2 separate regions of the Mus musculus genome follow, and region 2 is linked to region 1. A link is a contact called in public HiChIP or PLAC-seq data. All regions are on one chromosome and are shown on one strand. The core of a region is the stretch at or near the end of the contact, and the rest is flanking DNA. Distances in the headings are between cores, read along the strand shown.

Region 1 (4,528 bases), core at 584-3,083:
GGTTGCCTTGGTGATGTTTCTTGGAGGCAGACTCAGAGCACTGAACTTGATTATAACTCAGGAATGCAACTTGGTTTTTAGCAGGGTCAAGTTTGGGTGGTAACGTGGCAGAGGTGGTGGGTTTCCCACCTATAACCCGTCTCCCCCTCTGGTTTTTTGAGACAGGGTTTTCCTCTGCAGTCCTGGCTGCCCTAGAATTCACTCTGTATACCAGACTGGCCTCAAACTCTAAAATCCGCCTGCCTCTGCCTCCCAAGTGCTGGGATTAAAGGCGTGTGCCACCGGGCTCAGAGGGTAAGGGCACTGACTGCTCTTCCGAAGGTCCTGAGTTCAAATCCCAGCAACCACATGTGAGCACAACCACCCATAATGAGATTTGATGCCCTTTTTTCTCTTGCTACTTCCCTCCACACTGAGTACTGGACACACTGATCGGTGGGATACCACCATCATAGCCTTTGTCCCTACTATTCCTTGCACCCAGAATATACTCATCTATCTGCTAAGTTCCTGACCAGTTTCCAAGTTAGAAATAAATTGCCCGAAGCTTTCCCCAGACCCTCACGGAGAGGTTAGTTGTGGTTATACACACTGACAGCCTTTTCATGGGAGATGGGGTTTTCATCTTGTTTTACTGTAGTTCATTACCGGCTCTCTGGTCTCAATCCCCTGACATACAGAAGGTGCTTAGTAAGGTCTTCTGCCAGCACATGGCTCTGTGTGACTACATAAATGAATATTCGGGTGGCGAGGTGAGAGAAGGAAACACAGATGCAACCCTTAAGGGGAAACTACACCATGCTTCTCCAGCTCTGACCCCTCGATTATGCCTAAGATGTTCCTCAAGGATGCTGTATCATCTCCTTGGCCCCTCTCAAGGACTGCTTCATTGACTGCTTGCACGTTCCGCAGGGACTTAATGATGGAGAAAGCTTAAGGACCAGGTCTGTGTTAAATCATGGTAAGAACGTCTTCACATTTATGGTGGAGATCAGAATCTCTCAAGATACTTCATGGAGGTGGGCTCTGGGGTGAGATGTTGGGAGAAGGACCTCAAGGATCAGGAAGTCATAGCAAGGAGTGAATTGAGGTGGGGTAGGATGATGGCAGAGGTTGTGGAGTGAGTGGATTTGGGGTGGAAATGCTTTATGAGGGTGTGAGAAAGCTGGTGTTCGGAAACTGATTCGGGTCTATGGTAGCTAAATATTGTCAGGGGCTTTGCAGTTAGAAGGAAATAAAGCAGGAAAGGCCCAGTATATGGTAGTTAACAGACTTGGGAGGGGCAGGAAGCAGCCACAGAGTTTAGGATTTGACTAGTTCCATCACACAGGGCCTGTAGCAGCTGGGAGGATCCGACGGTGCTCCCTCCCACTTCCTAAAGGCAAACCCCACGGGAACAGGGGTGATCTGGGCCCTGGCTTCTGAGCAGCCTTTTTCCCACCTTTCTTGTGGGCAGTTTATACACCAATGGCCCAGCGCACCCCAGGAGGGGTGAATGGGGATCCATTTGTTTTTCCAGAGTTTGACCTCTCAGTAAAACTCTTACCCCAAAAAGTGTGGGTTTAAGTGAAAGCGTAAATCAGCCCCTTTGAAATGCAGAAGCAGCTTGGGGAAGCCCCCTTTGATATGCAACTTGGAACCCGGGCACTTAAAACCTGGGTTAATTCTCTCACTTTATTGGAGGCAGAGAAAGGGAAGAGGAGGAAACCCAGGACCGCTCATTAAGTCTGGGGACTTGAAAAGCTTGGGGCAGGAGCCTGCGGCTGCAAAGACATCAGGAAAGCATAGCGGCCCTGGGAAAAGCGGCCCAGTCCCCAGGCACTCTAATCCTGGTTCCCACCCAGACTGATGAGACCCGAGGGTGGAGAAGAGAGGAGGGGGCAGGCAGCAAGGGGAGGGGCTCCGGAGGGTGGGCGCGCGCGGGGGTGGGGTGGGGTGGGGTGGGGGGTGTTACTACGGAAACGGGGAGGGCGCGGGATAGGAGAAAGCCAAGGGCTAAGTTGGCAATTTCCTGAAAAGAACTGAGAATGCCAGAGTGTGGGTCTCATTCACTGGGCAGCGTGTGCTTTCGTAGGTCCGGGGGCTGTGGCCCCTTGTGGGATCCAGGGCTGTGTGGTTTGCCTGTTACCTCCTGGCAGGGTCTGGGACCTTCATTAGAAACATCTGTGGCTTGCTGACCCCTGTCACAGGGCGGGTGGGGGAGGGGCTCCATAAGATTTTCAGACAGGGGTGCGGTCCTGAAGTTGCAAGGCTGTCCCCTACCGGGACTCCCAGAAGGGAGGAGAGGCCGGGGCTCTCCAAGACATATGATGCTGGTTTGGAGAGTGCTCATCCTGGATTTTCCAAGGTGTTTGCCACTGTCATCCCTGCTAGCTCAAATCTTAGGTATCTCAGGCTCGCTCTCCTGGGGCACTGCAGCTGCAGAAACTTTATTGGGGAGTGCTTAAAGTTCCCTAGTGGGCTGGCAGCTAGTCCTGAAGCCCACCCCCTCCCCCCAAGGCTGACCCAGGCACAGACTGTGCTGCTAAATGCCAATCTGATTGCCCCGCTCTTCCCATCTGCTGACTCCAGTTTGGTGGATGGGAGAGGTGAGAATGTAAAAGCTTGATCCTCCAGAGTGTTATTTCTGTCTGGGCTGAGGGAGAGGGTAGCTGATGCGTTCCTGCCAGCCCCTGATCTCCTCGTGACCTCTGGGCTCTGGATTCTGGAGAGCACATTAGTCCTGCACACGTACACACTACAGGCAGGGTCAGCATAGGATTAGCAGCAGCTGAGCCCTACGCCTCTCAGCATATGTCCCTGGTCCTCTCTCCTCATGAACTCAGGAACCCACTTCCATTTGAAGAACTTTACCTCCGTCTGGGGCCCCACCTGGATCACCCAGTTTCTTTCTTGTGTCATCAAATGGCTATAACCTTATTCCTCAATGGATTTCAGACCAGGACCCAAACAATGTAAACCACAGGCGTAACCAGCTTCAACCTCCTTTATCATAGGAGATGGAAGGAGGACAGGGGGACCATAATTGAACCCAGCTGTCTTTGGAGCTACTGCCCAGGTCTCAGGGTAATCACCTCTGTTTCTCTTCACTCAGATCCTGCCTTGAGTGGCCAAGAGGATGCAGCTCCCTCACCTGCTTCATTATAAACCAGCACAGGAATCTCAGGAGGCTCCTGGAGGCCAGCACACGAGCAACAGAAGCTGAATAGCCACTGGCGCAGAGCTATAGATGCCCAAGGACTCTTTTCTGCTATGGCCACAGAAGTGGGCTCTGAAAACAGGAAACCGGGCTCCTGAGTGTTGACTTGGAGATAGAGCAGAGGGGAGATGAAGACACCGGAGGCCAACTAGAAACAGCCATTGGGAAGCCTCAGAGGGAAAGGGATGGTGGTGGGGAAGATGGGCAGGGTGTGAAGTCCAGAGAAAGGAAAAGGCAGAGAAAAGGCAGCCCCTTGGTGGTGGGGTCTGTAGCAACCAATCCTGGGTCATAGCGAGGGAAGGCCAAATCCAAGATGTCTGAGGTGCTTCTGGGAAAAGATGTATGGTGATAGTATATGTCTATGTAAGAATAGAATCCTGTCTGTACAGGCATGTGCACACACACACACACACACACACACACACACACACACACACACACAGCCCTGTATCAGCAATCATTGCATTCCAGTCACCCAAATCCAGCCCACTTTGCAAAATGCGTTCTCATGACTTGCCTGCACATTCTTCTCCACTGAACCCTGCTCATTTCTATATGCTTCCTGCAGCTGAGACTCTTTCTTCCCCGCTCTCTTTTAAAGCAACTGTACAAACACCTGCATTTTATTAATGCTGCCTGGAGCCGGGGCTGGGCTGGGCCCCCTCTGCTCTCACCCCCACACCATGCTCAGTGAAGCAAAACGCAAGGGTTAACCCTGTGTGGCTGGGTTTCTGTCCCCGAGAAGTGAATCCCCAAGAGTTCAGAAAAAAACGTCAAAACTATGAAAGAGTGAGAGTCCACAGAAGTTATTTAGGCTTTCTGTTAGCCCAGGAACCCCATTTCCCTTGTCTTAGCTTTTGGCCTATTTCTCTGATCATTGTGCCCCGTGTCTCTTGACAGAAGACAGGGACATCATCCTTTCTTGAAATTCAGGCATCCTCTTTAGAGACAGTTCTCCAGCCTGGCCCTTTAACGGTCTACTGCATTGTTCTGTCTTTAGAGGCCAAATGGGACTAAACAATCCCAGAAAGAAAAAAAAAAAAAGAAAAAGAAAAGCTGCTTTCCTCTTTAAAATATTTTTAAGTAAGGAAAGCATGAAGAATATAAAAATGTTCCATAATCCTATTACCCAGATATGCTGGTAGGGACTAACATTTCTTTCAATTCAGTACAGGCATCTCTTTTTTAAAAGAAGCAAAGGGGACAGGACAGGTGACCCAGTGGGCAGCAATCATGAGGACTTCAGTTCAGAGCCACACACAGCATCTGAGTGTGATGGTATATGCTGGCAACCCTAGCATTAAGGAGGGGAGACAGTCAGACCAGAGT
Region 2 (4,528 bases), core at 986-3,485, 210 kb after region 1:
GGCACTAGATCCCATTACAGATGGTTGTGAGCCACCACGTGGTTGCTGGGAATTGAACTCAGGACCTCTGGAAGAGCAGTCAGTGCTCTTAACCACTCAGCCATTTCTCTAGCTCCACTTTATATTGTTATGTGCTCAGCAATTCCTAACTTATTGGCAGAGGCAGCCTTTTACCACCCTCACCTCAGTTTTTGCACTCTTTTCAGCACAGGGAAGGGGGGGACACGACAAGATATAACCCTTACTCTAGCTCCTATGACAGTTAAAAATCTCTGAAGGGGGAGCAGGCACAAGGTGATTCTACACTACTACAGTTTGGGGTCACTACCACCTGAGATGATAGGTTGCCAGAGGCTGGAAAGAATGTTGTTAAGAAAATTTTTATAGTTGGGCACAGTAGTGTATGCCTTTAATCCCAGTACCCAGTGGTTCAGACAGTCTGGTCTACACAGTGAGTTTCAGGCCAGGGCTATATTGTGAGTCCATGCCTTACTAAACATAAAATAATTTTACATTTATTCTTTCTATTCTTTCTCCTTCCTTCCTTTCCTCTGTCTTTTGTTCTTTTTGCCTGTGCAGTGTGCATGTGCAGCGGTCGCAGGACAACTTTGGGGAGCTGGCTCTTTCCTTCTGACATGTGGGATCCGGGCACTGAATCCAGGTCATCAGGCTTAGTGGCAAGTATCCTTGCCAGCCGAGCCACCTTGCCAGCCCTGGGAAGATTCAAACTTTGACTTTGAGGAGGCTTAAGCCCCGCAAACATTGCACTGAACCATCTCAATCTGATACTTCAGCTAGGAGCCTCCGGGCAGTGGGAACTGGTGGGCTGGGGATCCGAGGGAAAGGACTGAATTACCCCATGGGTCACCAATTGATTTATTTGCTAATTGAGTGGCCCAGCTTTGGGTTTCAACTCTAAAGAAACCACTTCATCCTTTATTAAATACTGCAAGAATTTCACTCTTTGTTCTGCGAGGCTATGCACAATATACCAGTGGAACGTGAATTTATACTTACAATAGTCACAGCACTAATGACCTTCCAAACAACACTAATACCATGCACGCTCTGCTCCGAAGTGAGGTCTGAGCCTGTCAGCGAGTTCTGAGGCCATCGACCTCCCTCTGACACTAGAGCAGACCCCCACGCCCATGGCCGCCTTCAGTTTCCCCCACGGTTTCGATATTTCATTTGTGAATCAGTTACTCTTTGGAGACCCCGGTTCTTTGTACACCTATTCTTTTTATTTGCGGAACAATACTTTATTCGGAAATGTTCCCTTCTGTAATTACAAATCTTGTTAGTCCCCCTCCTGCTCTCCCTAGGGGGATTGTGGGCTTTAATTAATTAATGTGGCTGAACCACTTTGAGGGGCATGGCTGAAAGGTGCTGTGTAAGTGCAAATTATTACGATGGCCGCTGACATCCCACGGTGGTGGAGCCCCTAGCCTCTGCATCCAGAGACTGGATAAAGGCTTCTTCATCTTCACCTTCCGGGTCTGAAATCACTGTTACCACCTCAACAGCAACCAACCAATTAATCCTCATTATGTTGGCTTCCGTTTCCTTTTTCCAAGCAGCGCAGTCCTGTTTCATTTCATGAGTCACATGCAATCAGCACTAGACAAAGGTCACAGTATCCCTATGGTCTTTCGTGGCCTAAAAGGAACAAGAGAGGGAGGGGGAAAAAACTAAGAAGAAAAAGAAAGAGAAAGTTAAAAAGAAATTGTCATGAAATGTACTAGCTTGCCACTAGTAACCTAACCAAAGCTTTCCCTGCTGCAGGGGTCCCCTCCCACAGAGTCAACCACTGCATGCCCCAGAGACACTCAGAAATGGCCCAGTCAGGGTTAAGGTCCAGCAACTCTGGCTTTGACTGCCAAAGAGCCACAGACAAAAGGGGAAGTCTATCTCTACTAGGTGGGACAGGATCATCCAAAGACACAGGAGCCCCCCCTTTGGCTTTGTTACCCCTAAGTTTCTCCTGAGAAAGCCAGCTGCCTTCTGTGGTCTCAGGAAGCCCTCACAAAGGCCGTGAGCCCGATTTAGATGTTTTATGCTGCACCTAGCACCCCACAGCCCTTAACAAACGCCCAGGACGTCCACTATGGTGAGAGCCATTGAAAGCAGCCCCGTAGGGGAGACGTGGCCTCTCATAGGGATGCTGCTGACCAAAACACTCCTTACAAGGTTGTGCCTCAGGCCCTTTGTTAGAGTGGTTGCGGGCACGCCTCAGGGGGTCGTGTCTTCATCGGCCTCCATTTATCCTCCCTATTGAAGGGCTCCTTCAGGACACTGGTCAGTCTCTGTGGGAAATGATTTGAAGAGCAACAAAAGAATTTGGGCCCTTTGAAGGGGGGGCTTCAGAATTCAGTAAACATCTGGACATGGAAGGCCAGGTTCTCAAGCTGGGGAGGTGTCAGAAGAGAGAGAGAGCGGTGTGCACAACGGAAGGGTGCTTAGTTTTGTGCTGACAGTTGTTGTCCAGAGGCCCGGACGCCCCAGTAGGTTGATGGAAGATTTTTCAAAAGCTCCCCTATTTGTCAGTGAGTGCAGTTCACTCTCTGTCAGTTCCCGGGGCACATGTGAGGAAATGGAAGTTTTGCATGGTCAGTGAGCAGCGTGTGACGGATGGACGGACAGACTGATTCGGTATGGATTGTGAAATAAAGTAAGGCTGCAATAAGCCTGTCCTCAGTAGTAGTAGCTGCTCAGCATTTCTGCCACCCTTGAAGTTTGTAAAGCACTTACTAGCCAAGGTAACCTACTGATTCTCAGGACAAACATGTTTTAATCGATGAATAAAACAAACAAACAAAGAGAAAGAGAGAGAGAGAGAAAGCAAAGAGGAGGAGGAAGCGCGAAGCGATTTGCATTTCATCACATGGGTGAGAGTCAGGACCTGAACTCTTGACTCTCGATGTCCCTTTATTGTTGAGTCAATCCATTTAGAACGCATTAGTCAGCACGATTCAACATTTGTCACTAATCAGGGTCAGTGCTAGAAGTAGCCAGCATTCCCCAGGGTCTCCAGATCTATCCTCAAACAGTAAAAAGAGACAATGGGATGCAGGTTTTGTCAGTATTCACCAGCTGAATCCAATTCAAGGCCCGCATGCTTTCAGGCAACCATGCCTGGTCATCCCTAGCTGGAAAGAATCTCTCTCTTTATCCTTTTCAAGCCCTATCGGGGGAGGGGGGGTGTCAAACCTTTGCAACAGGTGTCCGTCTGTTTTTGATTAAATTTATCTAACTACATCTTCTTTTGAGCTAAAAAGAAGGGACTTTGCCTCTCCCTCCCCCACGTCCTCTGCATCTGGAGCTTTGTAAACAATAGGTGTTCAACTAGCATGTTCTGAACTAAACTAACCATCATGGGGCTTAAATCATATTTGAGAAAGAACGCCAAGCCCTTTTGGAAGTGATTTTTTTTTTTTTTGAAGAAAATCAACAAATGATTTAACATCTTTTCGTATTATTACCTGGGTGTTTTAACAAATGCAAACTCCTAGCTCTGTGAATGACTTCCAGATTCTACCAGAGGAGCACACAGCCAGCCTAAGTATAGCCCAGGTCTTAGAATAAAGGGGTTTCTTCTCTAGCTATCTTTCAACGAATGTATAAAGAAAGCAAAAGTGTAGGCAGGGAAAAAGAAAAACAGTTGGGGGGGGGGAAAAAACCATGTGTAGTCTATGACTTTGGACCCAAGTTCATTCTCTAGTTTCTTCCTTCCATACTAGTTAAAACACACACTTTAGTTCCTGCTTAAAAGACTGAGGTGGGGTTGGGACAGGATTTTTGGAAGAGTAACTGACTGTTCTAGCCTGCTACAGTCTCAGAAACCAAAGAGAAAAAGACAGAACTTTTAATCATCCAGTATTAGTGTTGCATTTCAAGGCTGTGAGCGGCCTAGCATCTGTACGAGAGCCCCTGCAGTCTCTGTAACTGGCCTCCGAAGGGGGTGTGTTCTTGAAATATCTCATTTACTTGGGCATATGACTACTGAGATTACTAACATTTTCAACCTTTCCGTTAAGCATTTCATCTACGGCTTGGCCAACATCATGTAAGCAGAAATAAAGCGTGTTAGCTTCTGGGTCCTTAAAGGAAGAGGAATGGGTTCCCTCTCGTCTCACCATGTATCCACCAAACACAAATCCTGCTGCCTGGTGGAAGACAAGATGCTGAGCCATTCTGGGCTAAAACAACAACGGTCGGTCGTGTCTGAGGTGTGGTGGAGCGGTAAGCCATTAGACTGGGTCCCTGAACAAACGTGCCAGTTTCAAGCCCCATTCCTCTGCAGTGCTGTGTGAGAAAGCAGGAGTCCTCTGAGCTGTGCAGCACTGTCTAACCTAGGGGTTATACCCAGCAAAGTTACAAGCCAGCTACCCTCGAGAATTTCTCAAGGGATCATTAGGTTGGGATGACTGATGTATCGTTTAGCTTAGAATATCAAGATTTAAGATTTGAGACTGGCTTGCAGCTTGTCAACAGAGGCCTCGCAACCCTGAGAGCTAAGTGGCTACAG

The links. HiChIP or PLAC-seq counts read pairs in DNA pulled down with a chosen protein or histone mark.
Region 2: an H3K4me3 HiChIP or PLAC-seq map of embryonic midbrain shows a contact between it and region 1, with 3 times the contacts expected there. The contact joins two enhancer-like sites. A contact is called at or near these places in 1 of 484 Hi-C or Micro-C datasets (the G1E-ER4 cell line) and 2 of 115 datasets of contacts at active chromatin or transcription factors (bone marrow-derived macrophages and embryonic midbrain).

What each region holds. Positions count from the first base shown.
Region 1 is chr12:80,020,521-80,025,048 of GRCm38.p6, reverse strand. Gm36660 (a long non-coding RNA gene) reads left to right here. Exons shown (of 4, transcript XR_872852.1): 4 at 3,095-4,528. All of the region lies in intron 1 of Gm36834 (a long non-coding RNA gene), which reads right to left. Among named protein-coding and RNA genes, the nearest start is that of Gm36834, 3.2 kb to the right of the region's middle. Within about 2 kb of position 1,833, at least 41 of the 459 cell types and tissues checked have an H3K27ac peak or open chromatin away from gene starts, as enhancers often do.
Region 2 is chr12:79,811,073-79,815,600 of GRCm38.p6, reverse strand. It overlaps Rad51b (RAD51 paralog B), which reads right to left. Exons shown (of 11, transcript NM_009014.3): 11 at 911-1,659. The coding sequence ends at 1,643. Among named protein-coding and RNA genes, the nearest start is that of Gm36048, 14 kb to the right of the region's middle. Within about 2 kb of position 2,235, at least 30 of the 459 cell types and tissues checked have an H3K27ac peak or open chromatin away from gene starts, as enhancers often do.